Regions from separate parts of the Rattus norvegicus genome. Here region 1 is linked to region 2. Evidence: chromatin contacts called from public Hi-C data. All regions are on one chromosome and are shown on one strand. The core of a region is the stretch at or near the end of the contact, and the rest is flanking DNA. Distances in the headings are between cores, read along the strand shown.

Evidence for each region. Hi-C and Micro-C count contacts between places; a contact is called where the count stands out from the background.
Region 1: a Hi-C map of kidney shows a contact between it and region 2, with 6 times the contacts expected there. The contact joins the promoter of Ndufb5 here to the promoter of Mfn1 in region 2. A contact is called at or near these places in 2 of 12 Hi-C or Micro-C datasets (the A7r5 cell line and kidney).

Annotation. Positions count from the first base shown.
Region 1 is chr2:117,446,314-117,449,284 of GRCr8, reverse strand. Ndufb5 (NADH:ubiquinone oxidoreductase subunit B5) reads right to left here and starts at 1,680. Exons shown (of 6, transcript NM_001106426.1): 1 at 1,483-1,680. The coding sequence starts at 1,606. Mrpl47 (mitochondrial ribosomal protein L47) reads left to right here and starts at 1,924. Exons shown (of 7, transcript NM_001037183.2): 1 at 1,924-2,046. The coding sequence starts at 1,949.
Region 2 is chr2:117,240,334-117,243,033 of GRCr8, reverse strand. Mfn1 (mitofusin 1) reads right to left here and starts at 1,276. Exons shown (of 19, transcript NM_138976.2): 1 at 1,061-1,276; 2 at 490-518.

The sequences.
Region 1 (2,971 bases), core at 431-2,930, 210 kb before region 2:
GGAAATGAAGGTCATGACCAAGGGCCTTCCACTGTAGCAGCCAGTAGGTGTTGACTCAAGGTTATAGAGCTTTTAAATTCTGCAGCCAGGATTTGAATCTCAGCAGCAAAGCTCCAGAGAAAAAGTGGGTGGGAGAGGGGCCTAACAATCTTTCTGGGATGCCCAGGGAACTGGTGGGAGAGAGGAAAACCTTCAGGGAGCAATGGCAGATTTTGGGAGATTGGAGAGAATGTTTCTGGATTTAGGGTAAATTTTCTTGTTCCTCTGTATTGGACAAGGCAAACTGTGTGTCTCTAACAAAGAGGATTAAATGAACTGACTACTTAAAATGGCACCTGGCACTTAGCAGATGTTCAATAAACCCTGCCACCATTATTGCTGACTTAGTACAGCAGCACATGATTTTAAATATTAAGTCAGGTTCCTCATTTGTAAAACATTGAAAAACACTGAATTTTCTTTCCTTAGTCTCTGAAGAGAAAAAACAGATGGTACACTAAGCAGGTAGTGTTGCTGTTCACTCTTCTAGAAAGCAGAAGGATCCAGGGTCAGGCTCCTGGGCCCTCACTATGACTGCCCTGAGACCTGAGCTCTCTACTCCTCTTAGGCTCCATTCTGAGAGCAGTGGTTCGCAAGGTTCCTAATGCTGCAATCCTTCATTGCAGTTCCTCATGCTGTGACAGCCCCCCCACCATAAAATTATTTTCATTACTACTCCATAACTGAAATTTTGCTGTTATGAATCATAATGTAAACATTTGTGTTTTCCTATGGTCTTAGGTGACCCCTATGAAGGGGTCGCGACTCGCAGGCCGAGAACCACTGCAAGATATTAAAGATATTAAAGGCACGACTGCATTAACATACAGCAGATACAATTTGGACTGAACTCAACATTACATATTCACTCACACTACAGTCTTTTAAAAAAACATAAAATATTTTCGTGGACTTCTAAGACATCGTGAGCTTCACGGACACTGTTACTACTGTGCCTAACTGGGCAGTCACCTGGAGCCTTTTTACCCTCGTGCCTAGAACCATCACTACAGCCTTCACTTCAGTGCGCTTCTCAGCAACTTCCTATGTGCGGTGCCACCCATCCTGATTCTGCCCTGAGTCCTACGATGTAGCCAAGCCTGTAATCCTAGCCCTGGGAACGCGGGCAGGAGACTCGGACCCCCGAGACCCAGTCTCAATAACGAAGAGTGTGTAGTTGCCCTTGCACACGCGGGCAGCAGCTCCACGCCTGTCTAGCCTGGCTGCGAGTGAGCAGCGACCGGCATGGGTGGCAAGGCGCTTCGCAAACGCTGAGCTTAAACAAGGCCATCCGACTTCTACAGCAGCTCTTCCACAGCCAGCGCGGCGTGTCCTCTAGAGCCCCAGGCCGACTTTGTCCCCACTCTCTCCCTCGGAGGTCCCCAAGGTCACCTGGAAAGAGCCCTCCCCCCTCTCACCCGCGTCTCCAAGGCCGGCACCCACCGACAGTCTTCGGAAAGCTCCGTGTGAGAAAACTTCCGACTCCGAGCCTAGTGCCAGCGCGGCGGCCAGACAGAGCTGTCAGAGCGGCGACCGAAGCCCGCTGCAGCAGGCTCATAGCCGCCATGGCTACTACAGCCACGGAAGGAAGTAGGGTAGGCAACGGGAGCCGGGAGGGACAATCCACCAGTGAAGGCGAATGCCGGGAAGGCCATGTTGAGTGAGGGCAGCGACGGGTGCTTGCTAGCTTCATAGGCAGGCGCTGGCGGAAAACAGTGACGACATTGTAGGTGGGTGCGCGAAGAGAGCCGCGTAAACTCTATAGCATACGGGAGGGGGGGAGGGAGTGAGGGAAAGAGCCGTGGGAGCGACCATGTTTAGTAAGGGCAAAGCCTGTTCTTGTTTGCTTCATTCGTCTCACGCGGAAGTGACCTAGTGGACACCGGCACAGTGTGTCTGCATTAGAAACATGGCTGCCACCAGTCTAGTGGGTATTTGTAGAAGAGCCTCAGCGTTCTTAAAGGCTGCTTGTTCCCTAGTAAATCCCAAGACCCCTGCTCACTCCGGGTAAGTGATGAGAGAAGAACTGACTGCCGCCGCCTTTGGGAGCTTCTTGCAGTGTGCAATAGAGATAGACCACCAGGGAGGCAGAGAGCGTGACCTTGGAGTCGTCTACCCTGGCGCACCCTGTTCTTCCTCTAGCGTTCTGTTGCCGCGGGCGGTGGGAGTATAGGATGTCGGTGTTTACTGGGACAGACGTGTACTGGGACTGGGTAGGTTGGAAGGGAGGTTTCCGAGGAGTCTTGAGCTGTGGAACGGACGGTCTTTGTACCGTAGGGTTCTGACGTAGATTGTCCGGTAGATGTTAAGTGATGAGAGCAGCTAAGTCAACAGAAGCTGTTTCTTCGAGTATGACAAAGCTTACTCTTCGTTGACATTTGCCTGCAGGGAGCCGAATTTTAGAAATAGTAGAGTGCGATTAATTGAAGGAAACAATCCATGTTCGGTGGAATGCTCCGCTATTGTGCACCTATTAGCTTCTATAGTATTAACACTAACTTTGGAAATTAGCTTTTTAAAACCTTGCACAGTTGTAACTTGATCAGGGCGGCAAGCTTGAATAAATGATTGTGTCTTTTATTAATCTTTTTTCCTTAAAAAATGGACTAATTTGAGGCTGGAGAGATGGTCCAGTGTTTAAGTGCATGTGCTGTTCTTATAGAAGACCCAAGCTAGGTTCACTAACTTGGCTCATGGTGGCTCACTAACACCTTTAACTCTAATTCTGATGCCTTCCTAGACCTCTAAAGGCCACACACATATATGGTGCACATATATGTAGGAAAGACATTCAAATACATAAATCTTACATTTTTATAATGAAACAATTTTATTGTGTATTTTTTAATAAAAATTAATCTCTGTCACTCAGAAGAGAGGCAAAATATTTTGAAGATGAAAAAGCCAGTTGAGCATGCCCAGATGAATACAT
Region 2 (2,700 bases), core at 27-2,526:
CTGTAACTCCAGTTCCAGGGGATCTTATGCACTATTCTGACCTCCAAGGGCACTGGGCAGGAACTGTGGTTAAACATACATACATAAATGCAGGAAAAACATACACATAAAAAATCTAAAAACAAACATTTTAAAATCATACTTATTCTGATACTTGCTAGTTCATGCCTGACATGTCTCAATTCCCTAATAGCAAAAAATTAACCTGACCAAATAGATCAAATACATTTTGGTATTATTTACTTAGTTATAGAAACCATGTTAGTCAGAAACAAAAGACCACTCTTAGGTGATCTCCCACTAAAACGCATGAAATTTGCCCCCCCCCTTTGCCTGTAACCAGTTACTTAGGAGCCTAACACAGAAAAATCTGAAAATTCAAGTCTACAGAGTCAACAGAGTGAGATCAAGGCTTGCCTGGGTCTCTTAGTCCATTCTGTCTCAAAACCAGACGTTTAGAAATGAGTTTAGGGGTATAGAGGCACTTACCTAGCATGTGAGGGGCCCAATCTTCAGTTCTGGAAAAGTAAATATAATAAATGTAAAATCGGTAAAGGCTAGTGACAGAAATCTTGGTTGTATTTCCTAATTTATTTTCCAAACTAGTTTAGCTAAACTGTGTGCATGTGACTCTTAAGGACTTCAGGGACCTGGGTTAGTCAGAGGAAGCCAAGATCTCAAAACATAACTAAGTTATTAACTTTCCCAGTTAGAGGTGTAGAGAAGAAAATAAAATGTCCAGGTCACAATACAGTACAAGCATCAAGAAGGCAGCAGCTTTCGTCACAATTACGGGGTCAAGACCTAAAGGAGGCATGAAGGCTTCAAGCCAAAGTCCCCAAACTTAAAAGTAATGTTAAATCTAAAGTGAAAGACGTTCAACCTGGAAGCTCCCATGAAAAGCCACCAAAAACGATCACACACTAATGCCGGCAAACGTAGCGCCGAGGTCATCAGGAGGGTGGCTCCCTCCAGAATCCTGAACTGACGGCGCGGAGGAGGTGCGTGGGGAGAGGAAGCCGCGTGGGCCGTAAGCCTGCCCAGCCGGCTGGATTCCTACCTGGACAGGCCTTCCCACAGGCTGGCCGCCGGTCGTTCTTGCCCGGCCCTGCCGTCAGGGCGCTCGCGCTGCGCCTGTCCGGAGCTCGAAGGTCACCCCGGGCGTCGCCACCCGCCAGCGGTCACTCATTCCGTCCCAGCTCCCGACTGTCACCCAGCAACCACTGCTCCGCCACAGTTCCCTGGCTGTCTCGTCCGCCGGAGAGCGGGGAGGAGCCCAAAGGAGGGGCTGGGGGCGGATACTTCCGGTGATTCGGATCTCCTATTGGCTGTTGCTCCGCAACCGGAACTGCATATATTGCGAGTGCCATTTTCCTTCAGGGTAGAAGGCGAGGTTTGTTTTGGGCAGGCACTCTTAATCACTGGGTTTTCTGTTCCATCTTATAACTCCTCCCCTTCAGAGTATTTTCCCTTCAGAGTCTTCAAAGTTCAAAGGCGCCATGTATGAAAAGATGCCCATGGTTATCTTGGGGTGTAGCGGGGAGAAGTGGGGAGGGGGCGTCCCAAAACCACGTAGATTCTTGTTTATCAAGCCAACAGGGAAAAGTCTGGTCTTGATTGGTTTTCTGGGGTTACTGGAGAGAGCTGTGTGTTTCTACTTACTGTAAGAGGTGTTACTTAAGAAAATTAATTTGTCCATGATTTAAACTTTGTTAGGAATCACCTGGGAATCTTGTTAAACCGTTGATTGATTGATCAAGGGTAAAGCCCAAAGACTCTGTGTTCCACTTTCCTGGAGAGCTTCCACAGCAGGTGTCCTGGGAGTTTGTTAGCAAATGAGATGCTTTTGCAAGGGAAGCCCCTTCATCTCTGTGAACGGCAGGTACCTCATCTATAAAATACTAAAAAAATGCCTACCTTATGAGTTGTGGGAAAGTGTGTAAAGTGCTTAAGACACTGATAGGCACCTGAAAGAGCTAGATAAATAAAAACTGTGGTTCTGTTGGATAGGTAACTATCGAGCATGCACAGTGAATGAGGTCATTTTGGACTGGGCTTACTATTATGGACAAAAAACAGGGCAAGAGGATAGAGTGTCCGAAGAAAAATAAGAAATGAGGAGCCAAATAGGTGTGTGTTTTCTGAAAGGATGATGTCATTTCTCGGGGCTTTCCAGGACCATTACTGGGAATCTCTGGAGAAAAACTGTCCAAAGACATAGAAAGCACAGTGGTAAGATGGATAAAATAAAAGACAAGCATGGCCTGGAGAGATGGCTTAGCGGTTAAGAGCACAGACTGCGGGTTGGGGATTTAGCTCAGTGGTAGAGCGCTTGCAAGGCCCTGGGTTCGGTCCCCAGCTCCAAAAAAAAAAAAAAAAAAAAAAGAAGAAGAAAGAAAAAGAGCACAGACCGCTCTGAGGGGTTGGGGATTTAGCTCAGTGGTAGAGCGCTTGTCTAGCAAGCGCAAGGCCCTGGGTTCGGTCCCCAGCACCGGAAAAAAAAAAAAAAAAAAAAAAAAAAGACAAGCATGGTGGAGTGTTGGAAAGATGAGGGATGAGGGTGAGCGAAATAAATGTTGGAAGGAAGGCAGGTGTAGAATAATAAAAGCTAAGATAAGAAGTCTGACTTTTAAATCAGGGTCTCAGTACTTAGCCTAAATGAGCCTTAAACTTGAAATTCTGCTGAAATCTGCTAAAGGC